7 separate regions of the Mus musculus genome follow, and all the other regions are linked to region 1. Evidence: chromatin contacts called from public Hi-C, HiCAR-type, HiChIP or PLAC-seq and promoter capture Hi-C data. All regions are on one chromosome and are shown on one strand. Each heading gives the region's core, a stretch centred on a gene start, on an enhancer-like site or on the middle of the called end of the contact. The rest is flanking DNA. Distances are from core to core; before and after follow the strand shown. Region 1 holds the start of Prex1 (phosphatidylinositol-3,4,5-trisphosphate-dependent Rac exchange factor 1). Region 2 overlaps Zmynd8 (zinc finger, MYND-type containing 8). Region 3 holds the start of Zmynd8 (zinc finger, MYND-type containing 8). Region 4 has its middle 14 kb from the start of Platr29. Region 5 holds the start of Ncoa3 (nuclear receptor coactivator 3). Region 6 overlaps Ncoa3 (nuclear receptor coactivator 3). Region 7 overlaps Sulf2 (sulfatase 2).

Region 1 (2,625 bases), core at 51-2,550:
CCCACATCAAATGTCACGGTGCCCTAGGCCCCAAAGGAACAGGGCCAGGGGTAGCAGGAGCTACCACAGTCTCTCCTCTATCCTTGTGCAAAAGACTGTTTTACTTCAAGGCCCCAGAGAACTATTCTAGGCATCTTGAAGGGAAGTAAATAGAGGACAGTGCTCCTGCCCCAGAAATGATGACACTCCACAGAGGCTATTTTGTGAAACAGGGACTGACTCCATAGGAGATAATAGATCTGAGGCGGGGCAGGTAGGGATTGAACAAGCAGTTCAGAGGCCCGGTCAAGAGGGCAGTTGACAAAGGCAGGAATAATTAAGAACGAAGATAAGACTTTCTAGGGTGTTAAAATCACTTTCCAGGGACTATGGCTCAGCCGTATGCTGGTCCCTAAGAGTTAGGTGTTACTGTTCTTCCCCTTGTACTGTGAGGCAAACGGAGGAGCTTTAGGTGGGATGGGGGTGCTGACCAAGGTCATCAATGAGGGGCTGAACCCCAGAGGCTGACTCGGGTCCCAATGCCTCTCGAGGGTAAAGGGGGGTTAGCACGTTAACTGAACGTTTGAAAGATCAAGGTCACACAGAACAGCCTGTCGGCTGGCAGCAAAATTCCCATTTTGGCTTTATCTCTGGTGGGTACGAGGGCGGCTTCCTGCAACGGTCTCGTCCAAGTGGGCACCTTTGCTTAGGGATGGGGAGCGCTGGGACAGTAGGCGCAGAGCTCCGACGGAAAGAGAAACAGAAGTAAGGACAAAGATGCAGCTAGAGTTCTTCCAAGGTCACCGTAAGCCGAGGGCATGAGCGGCCGTGTTGGTGGGGGCGTCGAGCTGCTCTTCCGGGCGTCAGGAGATGCGCGTGGTGGTCGCTGATCCGGCTCCAGCAGATCACCCACGGGGCACTCCTTACGGGTGGATGGCGCGAGCTGCTCTTGCAGAACTGCTGAATGGGTCTTGGCCTACAGACTCAGCAGAACCACGACCTGACTGGGGTCTGGGGCGACGCATTTCCAGCCCCAAACTCTGACTGTGCGGCGCGCGCACGAACCGGCTCTTGGCCGACGCTCCCTGGAAGCCGGGAGGGGGCTCCGCCCAATCCCCGCCCAATCCCACCAGACTCCGCCCCAGCTCAGTCCATTCTCCATTAGTCCCCGCCCAGTTTCCGCATGAGGTGCCGCCCCACCCCGTCCATTTTCTACAAAGATCCCCGCCCACTAGCAGATTGACCCCGCCTCCTTCCCCGCCCATCGCTCAGCCCTCTCTACCAAGGCCCCGCCCATACACCATGACCCCGCCCAGGTCCCGCCCCCGCTCCGCCTGCCCCGGGCCCGCTGAGCGGCGCCTGTCCGGGATGCGGAGCCCGGACGCCTAAGCCGCGGCGCGACCTCGGCGCGGGAAGTTCGGGCGCCGCGCGGCTATGGAGGCACCCGGCAGCGGTGGTGGTGACGGCGGCGGGGACCCAGGCGGGGACGGTGCGCATCCCGATGCTCGCGGCCCCGTCTCCGGGCCGTGCGCGGCCGCCCGCGACTCGGAGCGCCAGCTGCGCCTCCGTCTGTGCGTACTCAACGAGATCCTGGGCACCGAGCGCGACTACGTGGGCACCTTGCGTTTCCTGCAGTCGGTGAGCTCCCGCCACCTGTGGCCGGCCGGCCCGCGTTGCGCTTTTGTCTGTGGCTCCCCGCCTTGTGCATAGTTTGAAATGGTTACATCCGCGCGGCCGCTGCCCGGGGCCGCCCCGCTGGGGGGCCAGTGTAGGGAGAAGCCCGGGTAGGGGCTCCTTAGCTGCACCGGGGACCCTGGGCTCCGTAGCCTTGCCCCAGCTCGAATTGCACAGTCAAAGCCTTAGACTGCAAAACAGCGTCCGAGTGCGTCTGTGTACCACGCACCTTACACTGGTATCAGCAGACTGTGCCGTTACCGGGCTCATCAGTAGGTTATATTTTCTGATCCTTAAGATCAGGGAAGAGTTCGGCTCCAGAGAGGTTGAGTCCCTTGCTCTGGATAGTTCTGCAGGCTACGTCGTAGGGTTGGATGCAGGGCGGTGACCCAGGGCAGCCCTGCGGGGGCTTTAAACTCCGGTACGTAGTTGCCCTGGTGTCTCTAGTGAGAATGAGGAAGGGGCCACTTCCCTACCCTCCTAGGAAGTGAGAAAACTGGAGGGGGTGGGAAGGGCTGGTCTTAGAGACCTGAGGGCTTTAATCTCCGTGCCTCCTGCTGGGGCCGCTTTAACTCCCTTCTTGGGTTGGAGGAAGTCTTAACCCTGCTTCAGGAAGGCGTGCGTTTGTGTGTGTGTGTGTGTGTGTTTCAAGAGACCCCCAATCACACTGGAGTTCTCTCCATCTGGGAAAAAGAAACACTCAATGGCTTAAGGATGCAGGGGAGTCTGTGTGAGGTCGGGGGGGGGGGTTCCCACTGAGGGAGGAGGGAGTACGAAGTTGGGGGGGGGGAAGACGCTGTGTGGAGGCATTGAAAGCCCTTTGGCCCAAGGATCCTTCTGGAAAGGCCTGTGAGAATAAGACAGGGTTGGCTTTCTTTCCCATCTCTTCCTCTCTCACAGTTGAGAAGGGGGTGGGGGAGAGAGAGAGAGAGAGAGAGAGAGAGAGAGAGAGAGAGAGAGAGAGAGAGAATC
Region 2 (2,625 bases), core at 81-2,580, 890 kb after region 1:
CGAGCCTCCCCTATGTGTAAGCTCTGTTGAGAGCACAAGGAGTCAGGACCCACAGTAGGACAGGAGCACTGGGGCAGTGTTGACCATGGAATTCTTTTTCCTGGTGATCTCTAAAGTGCTGGCTGCGAGGATCTGAGAAGAGATGCAATGGAGGGGTGACTTAAGGAATGTTCTTGGCAGGAAGATCCTCCCATCTCCCTCTTCCACGGGCTGGGCTTACAGGTGTACCCCACCACAGCTGCCCCATTAAAACCTGCTTGAAGTTAGCACATCGTAAAATAAAGTGTGTTCGTGTGCAAACTCCCCTTTGCTCTCTTGTTCCGCATTTCAAAAAAAAAAAATAGAGCTTTATAGGAATCTAAGAATGGTTGTGTTTAATTTAGTGTTTGTCTTCCCTTGGGTGGGATCCGTGGCATCGAGCTTTGCGGCAAAATTCCTTACTCACTGGCAGAGTTTTTCTTCTTTTTAAAGATGAGAACTTAGACTTCAAAGACCCTATTCTAAAACTACACAACCTACTCAGCCCACCTTGCTTGACACTTGCTAATTCCGTCATAAGGTGGCCATAGAAGACGCTACTGTGACAGCACATGCCAGTGTGGTCACCCCAGCATTTGGGAGGTAGGGGCAGGGGGATTAGGAGTTCGAGGCCTTGACTACATGAGATCCTGTCTCAAAAATACTAAAATAACAACCAAAAAACCCAAACCCTCAACAAAGAAAGAGGGTGACACTCAGATTGTTATACTCTCAACAAATTGCGTCCCTTGCTGAGTGGGCCCACAGTAGACACCGTAGGTGGTAGTTCTGTGTTTCGGTCGTGGCTGCAGCTCTGGACATTGAAAGCTGAGTTCCAATAAAGCTTAACTGGTGTTGGTTGGTGGGTAATGAAGCTTGAAGTTCTCTAAGTGCATGCTTTAAGCACTATTGAGTTGGGCTGGGGAGACAGCTCAGTGGTTGAGAGCACTGGTTGCTCTTGCACGGGAGCTGGCTTCAATTCCCGTCACCCACACAGCTCCTCGCCATCTGTAACTCCATTTCCAGGGGATTTGATGTCCTCATCTGACCTTCTTGGGCACCAGGCATACACATGGTGCGCAGACGTAGATGCAAGCAAAACACTCATACAGGGAAAAAAAAGAGAAAAAGAACTATTGAATTTTTTTGTGTCCCAACCCCAATGTTCTATACCCTTCTTAAACAGCAGGCCACACAGGGACAGGGAACAGATTGGGCCCTGGGTTCAGCATTGCCAGCTCTCACTATAGTCCACAAAGTCCAGAAAGGACTGTCACTTGGCAAATCCTCCCAGCCCAGCCCTGAGGCCTGGCCTGTTTCCTCCTGCTGCTCCCTCCCGCCCTCTGCTGTTAGCATTGATGACAGCTGCTAGTCAGCCCAGGGTGAGGAGGCTGTCCATACTCAGACACCTCCACAGGCAGGGATAGCACAGTTGGGATCAGGCTGGGGTCCCTCCGGAATGTTAGAAAACTTCATCATGCTGTAAAATAGAAAGACCACACAAGCAGCTTCCAGAATCCAGAGTGGCCCTTTATTGTATACGTATGTGAGTGTGTGCATACGTGTGTGAGTGTGTGCATACGTGAGCGAGCATGTGCAAGTGTGAGAATTTAGACCCTTATTTCCCTCCCTCCTTTTCCTTTCCTTCTCTCTCCCTCCCTCTCTTTCTAACAGGGTCTCACTGTCCTTAAACCAATAGAGAGCTGCCGGCCTGTCTCCCTGGTGCTGGGGTTAAAGGTGTGTAGTCTGTGCGCATGTGTGTTCGGGCACACGTGTGCATTCATATGAAGGTCAGAAGACAGTTTACAGAGGTCAGGACTCTGCTTCTTCCGTGTGTGTTCCAGGGGACTGAACGCAGGCCATCAAGTTCATGGCTGGTGCCTTACCCGCTGGACCATTTCCCTGGCCCCAAGACCGTCCTTTTCTTTAGACTACTCAGTAGTAGCTCATCCTGGGTCTGTTGTCCCTACGAGCAGATTCAACTCCCTAAGCAGCTGCCTGTCCCGCAGGGGGCCTGGCCTGTAGCTGCCACAGCCCTGGACCCCTGCCCCCACATATGGACCACTTGGGCAGGCGGGTTTCATCAGCCTTCGGCCTTTGCTAACTCTTTCCTAGAGACCCCATTGAGAATGCTAATGTGTAGTATGGCACCGGCCTGAGCCTACAGACCCCTCTGAGCTAATGGCGCTTTGGTCTTGGCTTCCCGCTATGGGGCTGCTGTCAGGGAGGCAGGAGAGTGTTTTCACAGACTCCGCTTTACTGTGAAATCAATAGTTGTCATAAAATGGCTGTCCATGACAAATACTAAGTCACTAACGAACCCTCCCTCCCATGGCCAGCTCTCCTGAGGAATTGCATGGCGTGCTATTAAACCTCAGGCACTTACCCACAGTCACGGAGGGAGTGGACTGTGATTGACAGGTGATAGGGTCAAGGGACAGCAGAGAACCTGTTGTGGCCTTGACCTGCTCTGAGCTTTCTGCTCACGTGCACTGGTGTCGTGCTTCTCTGGGTGGCATTCACACTTTGTGTGTGTGTGTGTGTGTGTGTGTGTGTGTGTGTGTGTACGTACACGCTCCAGCACTTGTGTGCAGGTCAGAGGACATC
Region 3 (2,625 bases), core at 52-2,551, 830 kb after region 1:
GTGTGAAATTGCCCTTCCATCTGCCTTAGGGGACGAAAAGAAGCAGTTCTCTGTGGAAATAAATTGAAGCAAGAAGCCTTACGAAGCCCAGGGGATTTGTCTGCCCACCAAACAGGGCCCAGTTTCCCCCCAGAACACACATACAGGGGCGATTGTGGCAGAAAGGGCCAACCTGTGGGTGTGTAGGCCTGACTATAATGGACGGGCTTGTTTCCTGGCCCGGTTTGACATCTTTCTCTGTCCCTCTGGATTTAAATGGCTTCTCTGACTGAGAGGCACTGCCTGTATGCCCTGGATTCACAAGGTCCACGCCTCCTTGGGAAGCAGAAGCGAGACAGCAGCTAGCTAGCTCCCTCTCTCTCTCTCTCTGCATCTGCCCGGAGAGCTGCAGCTGGTATTTTTCCACAGGCCCTTTTCTACAATCTCAGGGCCTAGTTTTTCCCAGCGAGGCCCAGAGTCCCAGAGAGGGTTAACAGGCAGGAAGCTGAAGGCATCACAGACTAAGACGGAAGTCAGATTTTTGTTTAACTGACAGGTTTAGCAGGCCTCATCGGTGGGGGGAGGGAGCAGAGGGAGGGAAGACTTAAATGGAGGCATGTGGCCTGCTAGCAACGCATTTGGCTTTTCTTAGGGTAAGCCTGGAGAGGGTATCTCCCTTGCCATCCTGACAGAGCCCTTTTTGGTTTGTCTTTGAGGATCGGCTGAGGGGTGGCGGTGAGAGGTTAGAGGTCTCCCAGTTTTGCAAATGGCTCTGTGGGCCTGCCTTTTTTCCAAGAGCCACTTTGACCATGACTAGGCAAACTTGATCGCTCCACCTCACAGCAAGCTGCACCTCTCAGCTCCCTGGAACCTGGGTGCCCCTTGCTGATTTGTTGGGGCTCCCTCGGGCTGCCTGTCTCACTCCCCGCGCGCGCCCCCCCCCCCCGCCCCCCTCAGAGGCCTGCGTCTGGCCTTGTCCCTATTGCTTCTGCCTCCCTGGGGCTCTCTCCACCCCTAAGCTCGACTTTGTCCTTTGAGACCCACTCAAGCTGGCTTGTTCTATAAAACGGCCTGCTCGCCTTCTTAGAGAAGGACTTGTGTGTGGGGGCAGGCGTGGATGGGTCAGCCAGCCCACCCCAAAAGGGCCCTTCCCAGTGGCGCGCTGGCTTCAGGCTTTGCTGGAGCAGGTCAGGCTGGCTGCACGGGTTTGCCTGGCCTGGGGGATCGAGCCAGGGGGTGGGAGAAGTGCTTGTGGAGGCCCCTGTCCCAAGTTTTCCCTCCTGCAGAAGGCCTAGCTTAGCCTGTCTTTTTCTATGCACAGGATGGCTCTTGCTCACCCGAGCCTCACAAAGATAATCGCTCAGGAAGTGTTTCAGCCAATCGGCGGCGGCTTTACACTCCGATTGGCCGGGGCAGCCAATCGGGGATGAGCTTTTATTAGGCGGCCAGATCATCAGCCGAAGTGCCAAACCCTTTTTCTGTGAGAACTAGGAGCCTGTCCTCCATGTTTTATAAGTATTGACATTACACAGTTAACAATGCATCCACAGAGGTAAGCTCGGCTTTTTAACCATCTTTTCCCCCCTCCCTCCGAGTCATCGAGTCGTGGACTAGCAGTGTGATTTCTCTGTAGCCTGGCTCTGCCACACTTCCCCCCCCAGAGCACTTAGGGTAACTTGGGACTGTTTAGAGAGATTTTTTTTTTCCTTTTTGGGTCACATGGCTAAGTAGCCATTAGCCATAGCTTGATTTTACAGACTGGTGAGGGCTTGGAATACCTTTATTTTGACCAGGACAAAGAATTTCTGGACTAGTTTGAAGCTAGATCCTGGTATGCCAAAAGAGAAGCTATTATCCCCCCTTCTTTTATTTTATTTTTCCCTCCCTTCCTCTCCCCCCTCTCCCTCTCTCTCTGAACAGTCCTCCCCCTGCACTGTCGGCCGCTGTGTGTCACATGCCTGCTGGGGGAAGAAAATGGAAGGTAAGCCAGAAGCCAGAAGGTCTTCTCCCAGCACAGTTCAGGACTGCCTGTGGCAGAGAGCAGAGCAAGCCAGCTTGCTTCTCCAGAGCGGTTCTGGGAAAGGCTGGGCTAAGTTCTGACAAGAGAGGATGCGTGTTTGCACCAGAAGTCAGGCCTGAACAAGAACAGTACTCAGGGACCCAGGCTGGTTCCTGGGCCTAGGTGGGTGGTGGCGTGTGGACTGTCATCTCTTCCTCTCCAGAGCTTCGCACTCGCAGCAACATTGTTCAGGGTTTTTTTTTCCTCCCCCCGACTTAGCTTGGTACAGAATGTTCTTCAAGTCAGCCTACAGCCAGCAAATGGTTCTGAAAGTGTTTCCTAGCCTCTGAGGGAGTTTTTGGAGTAGGCTTGGTGCCTGGGGGGTTGGGGGTGGGTGGGGTGGGAGTGGGGATGGGGAGAGATTTTGAATAACATCCTGAAGGGGGGAAAAAAAGAGATCTGTGAAGACTCTGACTCCTTTAGTTTTATACTTCTTGCATGATTTTTCCATGGGCTAATGTCTCTTTTATCCTTGTCTCCCTCCCCCCTTTTCAAACATTCTATCATCTTCTGTCTTCTGTGATACAGTGCAGGGGACATGGCTCATACATACCTGAGGCTCATGACAGCATCCCATATCCAGTTGC
Region 4 (2,625 bases), core at 84-2,583, 750 kb after region 1:
CAGTTCCACTTACACACACACACACACACACACACACACACACACACAGGCAAATAGCTAATTGACTAAATAAATAGAAGCAACTGCCAGAGAGATAGAGAGATCCTGGGCGGGGAGGAAGCCAGGGAGAGAGTGCTTCCCTCCTGGAGTTCTAGCTAATAGCTGACATTCATTGCCTGCAGGCAGGTCACATGCTGCCCGTGACTAACCCTGGGGCTAAGGAAATGCTGTCCACTGATGACTCAACTAACCGGAAGCCAAGTTTGGGAGTGTTTGGTCAGTTTAGCTGTCCTCAAAGAACCATGGGTTGTGAGGCCCTATCCCCAGCATCACATACACACACTAGACACACACCAGACACACACTCACAAGCAACCCCCACAAAGACACCTCCACATACCCCCACACCCATACACACACCTCACATACCCCACAGATAGGAAACACACACACACACACAAACTACATACCCCATAGACATACAACACATACGCACCGGACACACAAACTCACACACATACAGCCCTCTCACACAAACCACACAGGCACCCGTATACTCCATACACACCCCCCACATTCATACAAACACACGAGACACACACCTCACATATCCCAGATAGCTCACACACAAGTTCACACACAAGCCAGATACACCACACATACAAACACACAATTACATACAAACCACACACCCCAAACACGCCACACACACACAATAATTTAGGAGTCGGAGTTTTGTTCTGTTCCATAAGTGGTGCTTGGACTGAGTACAGATAACATGAGCTTTGTCCTGGACGAGGAAACCATGTGACTTTTGGTGACTACAAGAAAAGGCATACGGTTGGTGGGCTTCCTGGTACAGCTTTCTTTAGCGCAGGGAAAGCCTGGCTTTCATTTCAACACTGTAAAAAAAGATACAGGAGCTGGGTGTGGTATTGCCTCCTTTAATCTCAGCACTAGGGAGGCAGAGGCAAGGGGATCTCTGGGACTTTAAGGCCAGCCTGATCTACATAAATTCTGGGAATACCTAGAGAGACTCTGTCTCAAAAAAAAAAAAAAAAAGTGGCTCTCAGCTGCTTGACCAATGAGACTCCAGGTGCTTGATAGGTCATCTTGGGAGAACTGGAGTGTCCCCCTCCTCCTCCCCCTCCCCCCTAGAGCCTTCTATCAGAGCCTTGCAGCAAGTAAAGCCCTCACTTCAGCCTTTACATAATAGGCATTTATCTCTTCCTCAAGTTGCCAGCCAGCCAGCAGCCAGTTGATTGACAGCCCTCCTCTGTCCCTGGGGGCCTCTTCGTTGTTGTTTGCTTTGAGTGGTGGCAGGGGAGGAGAGAGGAGGAGGCAGTAGGCCCCAGATTTCTGGCACACACACCAAAGGAGCTTTTGTTTAGCAGGGCAAGACACTGGGCAGTGTCTCCTTCCAGGATGCCACAGGCCTCCAAAGTCTCCAAACTCCCCGATACAAAAGGGCTTCTTTTGTTTTTTAATTAGCTAGTAACGGGGTCTCATGGTGCAGTACAGGCTGGCCTCCCAAATGCCCAAATGCTTTGAGTTCAGTTTTCCTTTTTTTTTTTTCTTTTAGTCAAAGTCTGTATACGGCCCAGGCTGGCCTTGATCTTACAAGGCTACTCCTGCTTCAGCCTGCTAAGTGCTGGGATTAAAGCAGGAGGCACTATGTTTGTTTTGATGGCTTCTTGATTCTCTGCAGACTTGGATGCAGCAGAGAACAACAGCTTTCACCAGCATCCATGGAATCTGAAAGGGTTTGTGCTATCTGTCTGTCTGTCTCTGTCTGTCTCTGTCTCTCTCTCTCTGTCTCTCTCTCTCTCTCTCTCATGCTAAGAATAGAATCCAGGACCTAGAGAGATGACTCAACAGTTCAGAAAATGGGCTACTGTTCCAGAGGACCTGAGTTTGATTCCCAGGACTGACATGTCAGCACACAACTGTCTTTAACTTCAGTCCCAGGGGATCTGACGCCCTCTTCTGGCCTCTTTGGGCACCTGGCATACATGTGGTGCACATACATACAGGCAGGCAAAACACTTATTGATAGATTGACTGGGATTAAAGGCAGTGTATGCCACCAGTGCCCAGCCAAAACACTTTTTTTCCGAGACAGGGTCTCTCTGTGTAGCCCTGGCTGTCCTGGAACTCACTTTGTAGACCAGGCTGGCCTCGAACTCAGAAATCCACCTGCCTCTGCCTCCCGAGTGCTGGGATTAAAGGCGTGTGCCACCATGCCCGGCCAAAACACTTAAATCTTAATTAAAAAAGAAAACAAAGAAGCTGGGCAGTGGTGGCAAAGGCCTTTAATCCCACAGCCAGAGCTACACAGAGAAACCCAGTCTTGAAAGAAAAAAAAAGGAGAGGGGCTGGAGAGATGCTTAGTGGTTAAGAGCACTGTCTGCTCTTTCGGAACACCTAGGTTCAATTCCCAGCATCCAGGGGATCCAACACCCTCATATAGACATACACGCAGGCAAAACGCCACTGTATATAAAATAAAAATAAATTATTCAAAAAAAAAGTGAGGCTGGAGAGATGGCTCAGCAGTTAAGAGCACTGACTGCTCTTCCCGAGGTCCTGAATTCAAATCCCAGCAAACACATGGTGGCTCACAAC
Region 5 (2,625 bases), core at 51-2,550, 720 kb after region 1:
ATTCGTCCACCTAGCCCTTCAGCAGACAGGGGACTGACTCGCCTTCCTGGTTTTTAACCTCACAAGCTTAATTACAAAAACAAGTTGGCTTTGAAGCGCTACTCAGAAACTGCAACCAAAAAAAAAAAAAAAGGAAGTCTTCGCATTTGGGAGGGGGAAAAAGTTTCTCGACTTAAAGACACTTTCCAACCTTCCAGTGTCATACAGTGTGGAGTCCTAGGCTCCTGCTCCGCGGGCCTACGATGCTCTGGCCTCTCCGAGCTGCTCTCCTGCTTAACTTTTCCACCCTAGCCACCCTCAAGCTGCCTAGGGAAGTAGCACTGCCTCCCACTTCATTTAAACTACTGCAAACAGAATCAATGAACGAACCTAGACTGGGAATTTCAGAAGATGAAAGCGACCTCGATGATAGCCGACACAAGACGGCAGAGCCCCTATCCACGCCGCACAGAGAGGGAGAGACCCCACACTCATCCCATACAGACGGCCGACCCTGCATCCACGCTACACACACCTCGGACTCCTCATCCGCCAAGCATCCACCCTGGAGACATCGCGGACCCCGCATCCACCCGGTCCTCGCCCCGCACAGACCGCAGACCTTGCACTCACCCCTCGCACCTCCACTCACCCGGCACACACCAGCACACACCTCGCACACCGCACTCAGCTCCCTCGCCCAGCATCCACCCTGCAGACCCCCACACGCAGCCTGCATCCACCCCACACACCTGGCGGACTCCGGGGCCACCCAACACACCTGGCACAACCCGCAGACCCCCACATCCATGCCACACACCCCGCACACGCCACAGACCCCACTCTCACCCCGCACACACCCCGCGGGCACCGCACACTCCGTGTCCGCCGCGCCCGCTCGCAGCGGAGCCGCAGCTTCGGCCGGAGGAGCCGCCCGTGTCCGCTCCGCCGGGCGGCGCCGGCGGGAAGAGGAGACTCGGCTGAGCTTCTCCGACCCGAGATTCGGCGGGGGGAGCCCCAGCGGCAAGCAGAGGCCGCGGCCGCGAACTCCTCGCGACCCTGCACGGGCCCCGGAGCCCAGCGCCGCCCGCGCGATCCCTGTCGCCTGCGCCGCGCGTTACTGGCGACCCCAGGACCCCCGCCTCAGGCCATGCCGCCGGCCTCGCCCGCCGCTCGCCACTGCCTTTCTCTCCACTCACCGCTCGCCGCCATCTTCCCCAACGCTGTTCTCGATCGGAAACTCACAGCTCAGCCCCGGCCGCCGACACCGACTCCGCCGAGGCCGCCGCCGGCGCTCTGAGGAGCTGAGGCAGCCGCCGCTGAAGCCGCGGCGCGGGGGCCGCCGGGATTTGTAGTCCCGCGGCCACGCCCAGCACTACGGGTCCCAGGGGGCCGTGCGCGAGGCAGGGGGCGTGGCCGCGAGGCCTGGGTTCCCCTCAGCTCACCCAGCCGCTGGAGGTGAAGAGGACGTTCTGGGTTCGTTTTCCCGTTTGCCTGTCTCCATCCTGGAATTCCTGACTTCAATGGAGTGTTCATTGTGCGCCAAGCACCGTCCCACAAGACCAGTAGCTGAGGGGGCGTTGTCCTTACTTTTCAGAGGAGCAAACTGAGGCCCGAGGTCAGGAGCCCTGCTAAGTCACTGACTTGAAAAGGTTTCGGGCCTTGCGGTGATGGCACACGCCTTTAATCCCAGCACTCAGGAGGCAGAGGCAGGCGGATTTCTGAGTTCGAGGCCAGCCTGATCTACAAAGTGAGTTCCAGGACAGCCAGGGCTATACAGAAACCCTGTCTCGAAGGAAAAAAAAAGGTTTTGGCTCACAAGGTGTTGGTCCTCAGGTTTGGTCTCTGCGTATTGTGATTTAAACCAGAGAACAGCTTGCTTTACAGTGGGAATTACTGAGAGACAGCACCTTAACCAAGAACATCTTAAACTCGGTGCCACCAAAGGTGACTCAAACTGTCACGCCATGTCCCCGATAGGATGCAGTGCAGAAAGCAGAAAACTACCAAGTTAAGTGACCTGAATCTAACGGAATAGGAAAATAAATAAATAAATAATTTTTTAAAAAATTAAAGCGCAGAATGTGCAGCATTCTACAGAACCAGCCTCTCCTCCAAGAAAACCGATGGTAGCAAGTGAAGGCAATCCCAGTGACCCCATGGCTCCGGGGCAGAAACAGAAGAAACAAAAACTCAAAGTCCTCCTTCAAAGCAGGGATTTAAAGCCAAGTTGGGGATGGGGGTGAGGGGAGTCTGACCAAAATAAATAAGGCCAAAGTTAAATTCAATAAATGTAGGCCAGGCTAGACTCCAGTTTAGAAACCTGGCTGCCTCTGCCTCCCTAGTGCTGGATTAAAGGCATGCACTAGCAACCCCGGTTTATGGATAGTTCTTAGGTAAAAAGAACTTGTAAAGGAATTTGGAGTTAATGGGAAAAAATAGAGGACGTCTTGGGACACAACTGTATAAAATGTCTTCAGTGTGAATAAGACTAACCCTATCCTGAGGTTCTGCTGTCACCTCAAGGATTTCCCACCTGCACTACTTTACTGTTCTGCAAGTGTCCACTGTTTACCCTTGGAGTTATTCCCACAGCAGCCAAGTCCCAAACCTGGTGTGGTGGTGCACACCCTTAATCCCTGTACT
Region 6 (2,625 bases), core at 87-2,586, 700 kb after region 1:
AGCACTCGGGAGGCAGAGGCAGGCGGATTTCTGAGTTCGAGGTCAGCCTGGTCTACAGAGTGAGTTCCAGGACAGCCAGGGCTATACAGAGAAACCCTGTCTCGAAAAACCAAAAAAAAAAAAAGAAGTGCTTTGGGCTGGTGAGATGGTTCAGTGGGTAAGAGCACCCGACTGCTCTTCTGAAGGTCTGGAGTTCAAATCCCAGCAACCATATGGTGGCTCACAACCATCTGTAACAAGATCTGACTCCCTCTTCTGGAGTGTCTGAAGACAGCTACAGTATACTTACATATAATAAATAAATAAATCTTTAAAAAAAAAAGAAGTGCTTTAAGGGGGAAATAAAATAAAAATAAAATCAAAGGCCTTTTTATAAAAGAAAAACAAAAACATGATTTTTAAATCTGCGGTTCCCCATTTGTTCAAAACTGAAAGCAGAAGTCTTGCTGGGTAGGTGGAGCAGGCCAGATAGCAGAAGGTGGGAGGTGGAGATAAGAGGATAATAGGTTTGAGGCCAGCCTGAACTATAGAATGGAAAGAGCATTTCAAATGCAAGTGTTGAAGACCTAACTCAGGCTGGAATGCTTGCCCCGGGAGCAAGGCCTGTGGCTGGAAGCTGCAGGACTGACCTGGACACAAAACTGCTTCCCCTTCCCAATCCTTCCTCCTAGGCTTCCTTTCTTAACTTTTTGTTCATTTTACTTTCTCAGTGAAATTATCCTAACTAAAATATAAACTCCAGTGTTAAGAATAAAATGTAGTACCAGAACACTTACCGAGTATTCAGGAAGCCCTGGAATTGATCACAAACACACAAAGAGAAACAAAAACAGACAGACAAACAGACAGACCTCGAGTTGAAGGGACAGTGGAAATGGCTGGGATCAGCCAGTTTGAAGGCAGGCATTTCGGCAAGCAAGGCACGGAAGGTAAAGATGCAGTTAACAGTGAGCAGCAGAGGGCAGGGGAGGTTGACAGGGAAGCCTTCAGGCCAGAAGAGAATTAGGGTGAGGAGAAAGGGATAAATGGTTGAAAATGTAGAATATGTAGAGAGGGCTGGAAAGGGAAGTCATGAAGAGGTCAGAAGACAACAGAATCTAAGAAAGAGATGAGACTCAACAGGGAGAACCCAATGACCAGGGTAGAAGCCTGCTCCAGCATAGTTATTCCGGTCCAGAAACAGTTACTTGCGCATTAATATGGCTTTATCTCTAAGCTGGAAGCAACTCAAGAGTGTGAAGCACATCTGTTATCACTCAAACCCTCATTCCTCACTGGAGAAGCACGTGTGTCCTTACAGTTTACTCTGCAGGGCAAGGATCTGGTTCATTGTTGTTTTGGAGGTATTTTGTTTGTTTTCCACTTTGTATTCTGTATTCTCTTGAGACTAGGTCTTTACTATGTAACACTAGCTGTCCTGGAACTGTAAACAAGGCTGGCCTCAAAGCAATGTTAATCCTCCTGCCTCAGCTTCCCTGGCACTTGGGAGGCAGTGGCTGGTAGATCTCTGAGTTTGAGGCCTGGTCTACAGAGTGAATTCCAGGGCAGACAAGTTAGAACTACACAGGAAAACCCTGTCTCATAACACACACACACACACACACACACACACACACCCCAAAAAAAAAAAAAAAAAAAAAAGGAGAAGAAGGGGAGAAAGAAAGAAAAGAGTTGTCTAGTTAAAATCAGCAAGGTGGGGTAGCTGAACCCCCCAAGCTTCAGGCCAACCTGAGCAGTAGAGTGACACCATCTCTCAAAAGTAAATAATTAAGTTTAATTCATAAAGGGTGGCTGGCCATTCCTCAATGGCACTCTGCCTTGTAAGAGATGAAGCAGGACAGGCTTAGGTTACAGTGTATCTTGTGATCTGCTCTTCCATACTTATCTTGGTCAACTTACAGAACCTGGGCAAATGGGGTGACCTGCTCACTTGAGTCTAAAGAATGGCTAACTTCAGGAGGAAGCCTGCTGATCTTCTACTGCACTAACAGGGACCTGCATAAGCTAATACATTGAATAGTTTCTAAATTGTAGCAAATGAAACCTGGATCTATCCGAACCTTTATGTTTTACTTCTCTGAGCATTTTACACAAAATAAAATTCTATAAATTTATATAAATAAAACTATTAAAAAAAACTGTTGCAGCAGATGTATTATTGTAAGTCCACTATAATCAAAATCGTTTGGAATCGTGAAACGTATAAATAATTTCCAAGATCAGCCTTTCCAACAGTGTCTCCCCAGGCAACCCTAGAGCAAGCCCAGCCCCTAGGACGGGCAGCTCCGCGCTGCTCGCAGGAGTGGCAGATGCCATTTCTCGCTGACAGGAGCTTCAAATTCCAGTCAGGCAACTGCAGTCACAGTCCCACTGAATCAGGAATATAAGCGTGCCTGCATGTTATTATGGGAAATAGTGGAAAATTTCACAGGCTGACATCCAGAACGTCTGCGGCTCCTTTTCATATTTCTTCCTGCGAAGCAGTTATTAGACCAGTCAAATTTTTTTAAAGCTGGAAATTTCCACTGTTCTTTTTTAAGTATCCTTTTTAGATGTAAACTAAAAACTGTTCCAAAATTCAAGTATGTCAAAAATAATTCAGATAAAATAACTACTTAAGTGAAG
Region 7 (2,625 bases), core at 61-2,560, 630 kb after region 1:
CGCAACCTTAGCAAGCCGCACTGGCCAGGGGCCCCTGAAGACCAAGATGACAAGGATGGTGGCAGTTTCAGTGGTACTGGTGGCCTTCCAGATTATTCTGCCCCCAATCCCATCAAAGTGACCCATCGGTGAGAGTCTGGCTGGAGGTTGGGGGTAGAGGGACAGGCTGGGCCTCTCTTCTCCCCTCGGGGCCGGCCACTCATGACCCTTTCTCTGGAGCAGGTGCTACATCCTTGAGAATGACACAGTCCAGTGCGACTTGGACCTGTACAAGTCCCTGCAGGCTTGGAAAGACCACAAGCTGCACATCGACCATGAGGTGTGGCCACTGGGGCAGCACAGGCTGGCGGCCAGCATCCACAGGAAGGGCGGGGGGCCTGGTGAGGGGAGAAAGCAAGATTGGTCCCCCAGAATCCATGACCCCATCCCAGAATAGGAATCTGAGTCATGGGGTCTGGAAGCCAGCCAAAGGTCCAGCTCAGAGATGGCTGGCTGGCTGGGGACAGCGCAGCATACTTTATTTAGACCTGTGAGACACCCCCCTATAGAGCTTGCTCTCGCTACAGCCTCCGTAGGCTCTGCTGGCGGTAGGAAGAGTCTGTTCCTTCAGGGAGGCCCCCTTCCACGGGCAGAGCCACAAACGTAGATGTGGCTGTACCCTTCCCACCCGCAGTCACCCTGTGGTTCCTAGGCTTCTCCCATTCCCTCCCTCAGATCGAAACCCTGCAGAACAAAATTAAGAACCTTCGAGAAGTCAGGGGTCACCTGAAGAAGAAGCGACCGGAAGAATGTGACTGCCATAGAATCAGGTGAGAGAGCAGCCCCGGCCCCACTCAAGCCCTGGACACCAGTGCGTCCTGCGGATACACGGGGCCCTCTCAGCACTGGACCCTGTCTGTCAAGATAAGGAGCCAATAACTCTCATCAGGGAAACTCAGGGACCGCCCCCGGGGGCGGGGTCAGGCTGAGCTGTGTTTGGGCAGGCCCCAGCCTTGGGGCACAGGCTTCTGCTCACTGCCTTTGGGAACTGCTGGGCTGCCACTCAGGGTTCTGCCTGCCTGAGAGAACTTCCCACACAGAAAGACATGGAGTCTCTCTGCAGTCACTGTCCAGGGTGGCAGTCACATAACACCTGTGACTGGGGAACCTGGAGCAAGAATTTTCCTTGGTTTAAATTGAAGGAGCCACACAGTTCTGAACACCTTTGCTGACTCGGGCCAGTCTCAAAGCCCCCTTCTAAGCATGAGGTACATGGTATGATACAAATCGGCCTTCAGAGGCCACGGCTGACACCAACTGAAGCCAGGCCCAGCCTCCAGTCCGGGTTAATTATTTCCGTCCTGACCTTGTAAAGTCTGACATGGGGCATCTAAACCAAGCATGGAGCTGGCAACCAGGGGGATACAGTGCCCTCCATCCCACCTAGGAAAGGGTGCAGTGAGCAAGAGCAGTGAACCCCGCTGCATGCCTGCCAGAGTATCCTGCAAAGCTCTGACTCTTGGGGACTGGGGTGGGGGGGTCTGTTGCAGTTACCACAGCCAACACAAAGGCCGTCTCAAGCACAAAGGCTCCAGCCTGCACCCTTTCAGGTAAGGGTAGGGATAGGCCAAAGGGGTAAGGTGCCATGCCTACCTGTCTGTAGCTAAAACACACAAGGCACATTCAGGCTGGGCTGGGTTTTCCCTGGGAGGTGAGGTCTACGCAGTCCTTGGAGGGGCCCCAGGTTCATACAAAGACTGGTTAGATATGGTACTGTAGCCACACTAAGCACTGGACACCCATTTCTGCCGCTGGTGGGTGGGGCTGAAGGAGGCCAGAGGAGGAGAAAGGCCCTGGGGTCTGGCCCTAGCTGTGGCCTGGACAACAGAGGGACTTAGAGCCCTTGATGACGCTGCCCAACCACTGGGGCGAACCACAAGGCTGAGGTCATTGAACCCTCAGAGGTCCTAAGCGTGTGTGGTCCCCTGTGCCCTCAGGAAGGGTCTGCAGGAGAAGGACAAGGTGTGGCTGCTGCGGGAGCAGAAACGCAAGAAGAAACTGCGCAAGCTGCTCAAACGGCTGCAGAACAACGATACGTGCAGCATGCCCGGCCTCACGTGCTTTACCCACGACAACCACCACTGGCAGACGGCGCCACTCTGGACGCGTGAGCAAATGGGCAGGCAGGGCATGGGAGGCCTGTGTGTGGGCAAGCAGAGGCAGGCAGGGGACAGGGGAGTTGTGTGCATGAGCAAGCAGGGACAGGCAGAGAATGGGAGGCCTGTGCATGGCCACCTACCTTTCCCTGGCTTCAGAGGGCCAAACTGCTAGAGGTGTCTTAGAAACCTGTGCTTGTCACTTGGCATTTGAGAGCCTGTCTCGGGGAGGCTGTCTGACCGACTGTCTCTCTGCGGGCACACTCAGGACATTCACTCTTCCTTCCACAGTGGGGCCGTTCTGCGCCTGCACCAGCGCCAACAACAACACGTACTGGTGCTTGAGGACCATAAATGAGACCCACAACTTCCTCTTCTGCGAATTTGCAACCGGCTTCATAGAATACTTTGACCTCAGTACAGACCCCTACCAGGTACAGGCATGGTCAGGGAGACAGGGAGACAGGCGTGTGAGACACAGGCATACAGC

Evidence for each region. Promoter capture Hi-C pulls out the DNA fragments that hold promoters and counts their contacts. A called contact is a pair of places that touch in the nucleus more often than the background predicts. HiCAR-type assays count read pairs that join an accessible place to other places. HiChIP or PLAC-seq counts read pairs in DNA pulled down with a chosen protein or histone mark. Capture Hi-C pulls out chosen DNA fragments and counts their contacts.
Region 2: a contact with region 1 is called in a promoter capture Hi-C map of liver, with 3 times the contacts expected there. The contact joins the enhancer-like site here to the promoter of Prex1 in region 1. A contact is called at or near these places in 1 of 39 promoter capture datasets (liver) and 4 of 115 datasets of contacts at active chromatin or transcription factors (astrocytes, craniofacial prominence, embryonic stem cells and 1 more).
Region 3: a promoter capture Hi-C map of liver shows a contact between it and region 1, with 2.8 times the contacts expected there. The contact joins the promoter of Zmynd8 here to the promoter of Prex1 in region 1. A contact is called at or near these places in 4 of 39 promoter capture datasets (the SN4741 cell line, hippocampal neurons, liver and 1 more), 8 of 115 datasets of contacts at active chromatin or transcription factors (the 230-238 cell line, bone marrow-derived dendritic cells, bone marrow-derived macrophages and 4 more) and 3 of 9 other capture datasets (adipose tissue, liver and macrophages).
Region 4: a Hi-C map of extraembryonic endoderm stem cells shows a contact between it and region 1, with 2.9 times the contacts expected there. The contact joins the enhancer-like site here to the promoter of Prex1 in region 1. A contact is called at or near these places in 2 of 484 Hi-C or Micro-C datasets (double positive thymocytes and extraembryonic endoderm stem cells), 3 of 115 datasets of contacts at active chromatin or transcription factors (cardiomyocytes, embryonic stem cells and stem cell-derived neural progenitor cells) and 1 of 9 other capture datasets (adipose tissue).
Region 5: a HiCAR-type map of astrocytes shows a contact between it and region 1, with 2.6 times the contacts expected there. The contact joins the promoter of Ncoa3 here to the promoter of Prex1 in region 1. A contact is called at or near these places in 5 of 39 promoter capture datasets (cranial neural crest, hippocampal neurons, liver and 2 more), 8 of 115 datasets of contacts at active chromatin or transcription factors (astrocytes, bone marrow-derived dendritic cells, bone marrow-derived macrophages and 5 more) and 2 of 9 other capture datasets (adipose tissue and liver).
Region 6: a contact with region 1 is called in an H3K27ac HiChIP or PLAC-seq map of bone marrow-derived dendritic cells, with 4 times the contacts expected there. The contact joins the enhancer-like site here to the promoter of Prex1 in region 1. A contact is called at or near these places in 3 of 39 promoter capture datasets (cranial neural crest, hippocampal neurons and maxillary cranial neural crest), 3 of 115 datasets of contacts at active chromatin or transcription factors (bone marrow-derived dendritic cells, bone marrow-derived macrophages and embryonic stem cells) and 1 of 9 other capture datasets (embryonic stem cells).
Region 7: an H3K27ac HiChIP or PLAC-seq map of cardiomyocytes shows a contact between it and region 1, with 11 times the contacts expected there. The contact joins the enhancer-like site here to the promoter of Prex1 in region 1. A contact is called at or near these places in 1 of 39 promoter capture datasets (maxillary cranial neural crest), 1 of 15 datasets of contacts at CTCF or cohesin (large pre-B cells), 1 of 484 Hi-C or Micro-C datasets (bone marrow-derived macrophages), 12 of 115 datasets of contacts at active chromatin or transcription factors (astrocytes, bone marrow-derived dendritic cells, cardiomyocytes and 8 more) and 1 of 9 other capture datasets (embryonic stem cells).

Annotation. Positions count from the first base shown.
Region 1 is chr2:166,712,507-166,715,131 of GRCm38.p6, reverse strand. Prex1 (phosphatidylinositol-3,4,5-trisphosphate-dependent Rac exchange factor 1) reads left to right here and starts at 1,300. Exons shown (of 40, transcript NM_177782.3): 1 at 1,300-1,617. The coding sequence starts at 1,414. It overlaps Gm46777 (a long non-coding RNA gene), which reads right to left and starts at 1,303. Exons shown (of 3, transcript XR_001783555.2): 1 at 1-1,303.
Region 2 is chr2:165,824,861-165,827,485 of GRCm38.p6, reverse strand. All of the region lies in intron 11 of Zmynd8 (zinc finger, MYND-type containing 8), which reads left to right. Among named protein-coding and RNA genes, the nearest start is that of Gm11465, 55 kb to the left of the region's middle. Within about 2 kb of position 1,330, at least 53 of the 459 cell types and tissues checked have an H3K27ac peak or open chromatin away from gene starts, as enhancers often do. A contact at or near this core is called in astrocytes and liver, where this site is marked.
Region 3 is chr2:165,883,514-165,886,138 of GRCm38.p6, reverse strand. Zmynd8 (zinc finger, MYND-type containing 8) reads left to right here and starts at 1,301. Exons shown (of 23, transcript NM_001363020.1): 1 at 1,301-1,531. The coding sequence starts at 1,518. It overlaps 1810021M19Rik (a long non-coding RNA gene), which reads right to left and starts at 410. Exons shown (of 3, transcript XR_866948.2): 1 at 1-410.
Region 4 is chr2:165,966,614-165,969,238 of GRCm38.p6, reverse strand. No RefSeq gene overlaps it. Among named protein-coding and RNA genes, the nearest start is that of Platr29, 14 kb to the left of the region's middle. Within about 2 kb of position 1,333, at least 112 of the 459 cell types and tissues checked have an H3K27ac peak or open chromatin away from gene starts, as enhancers often do. A contact at or near this core is called in embryonic stem cells, extraembryonic endoderm stem cells and stem cell-derived neural progenitor cells, where this site is marked.
Region 5 is chr2:165,991,312-165,993,936 of GRCm38.p6, reverse strand. It overlaps Ncoa3 (nuclear receptor coactivator 3), which reads right to left and starts at 1,300. Exons shown (of 23, transcript NM_008679.3): 1 at 1,179-1,300. It overlaps LOC115489489 (soluble scavenger receptor cysteine-rich domain-containing protein SSC5D-like), which reads left to right and starts at 156. Exons shown (of 2, transcript XM_030252296.1): 1 at 156-1,597. The coding sequence starts at 243. The coding sequence ends at 1,334.
Region 6 is chr2:166,010,237-166,012,861 of GRCm38.p6, reverse strand. The region is part of intron 1 of Ncoa3 (nuclear receptor coactivator 3); the gene reads right to left. Among named protein-coding and RNA genes, the nearest start is that of Ncoa3, 19 kb to the right of the region's middle. Within about 2 kb of position 1,336, at least 96 of the 459 cell types and tissues checked have an H3K27ac peak or open chromatin away from gene starts, as enhancers often do. A contact at or near this core is called in bone marrow-derived dendritic cells, bone marrow-derived macrophages and hippocampal neurons, where this site is marked.
Region 7 is chr2:166,078,981-166,081,605 of GRCm38.p6, reverse strand. Sulf2 (sulfatase 2) reads left to right here. Exons shown (of 21, transcript NM_028072.5): 12 at 1-128; 13 at 223-319; 14 at 715-809; 15 at 1,530-1,589; 16 at 1,977-2,146; 17 at 2,427-2,569. Among named protein-coding and RNA genes, the nearest start is that of Gm52534, 40 kb to the left of the region's middle. Within about 2 kb of position 1,310, at least 79 of the 459 cell types and tissues checked have an H3K27ac peak or open chromatin away from gene starts, as enhancers often do. A contact at or near this core is called in astrocytes and cardiomyocytes, where this site is marked.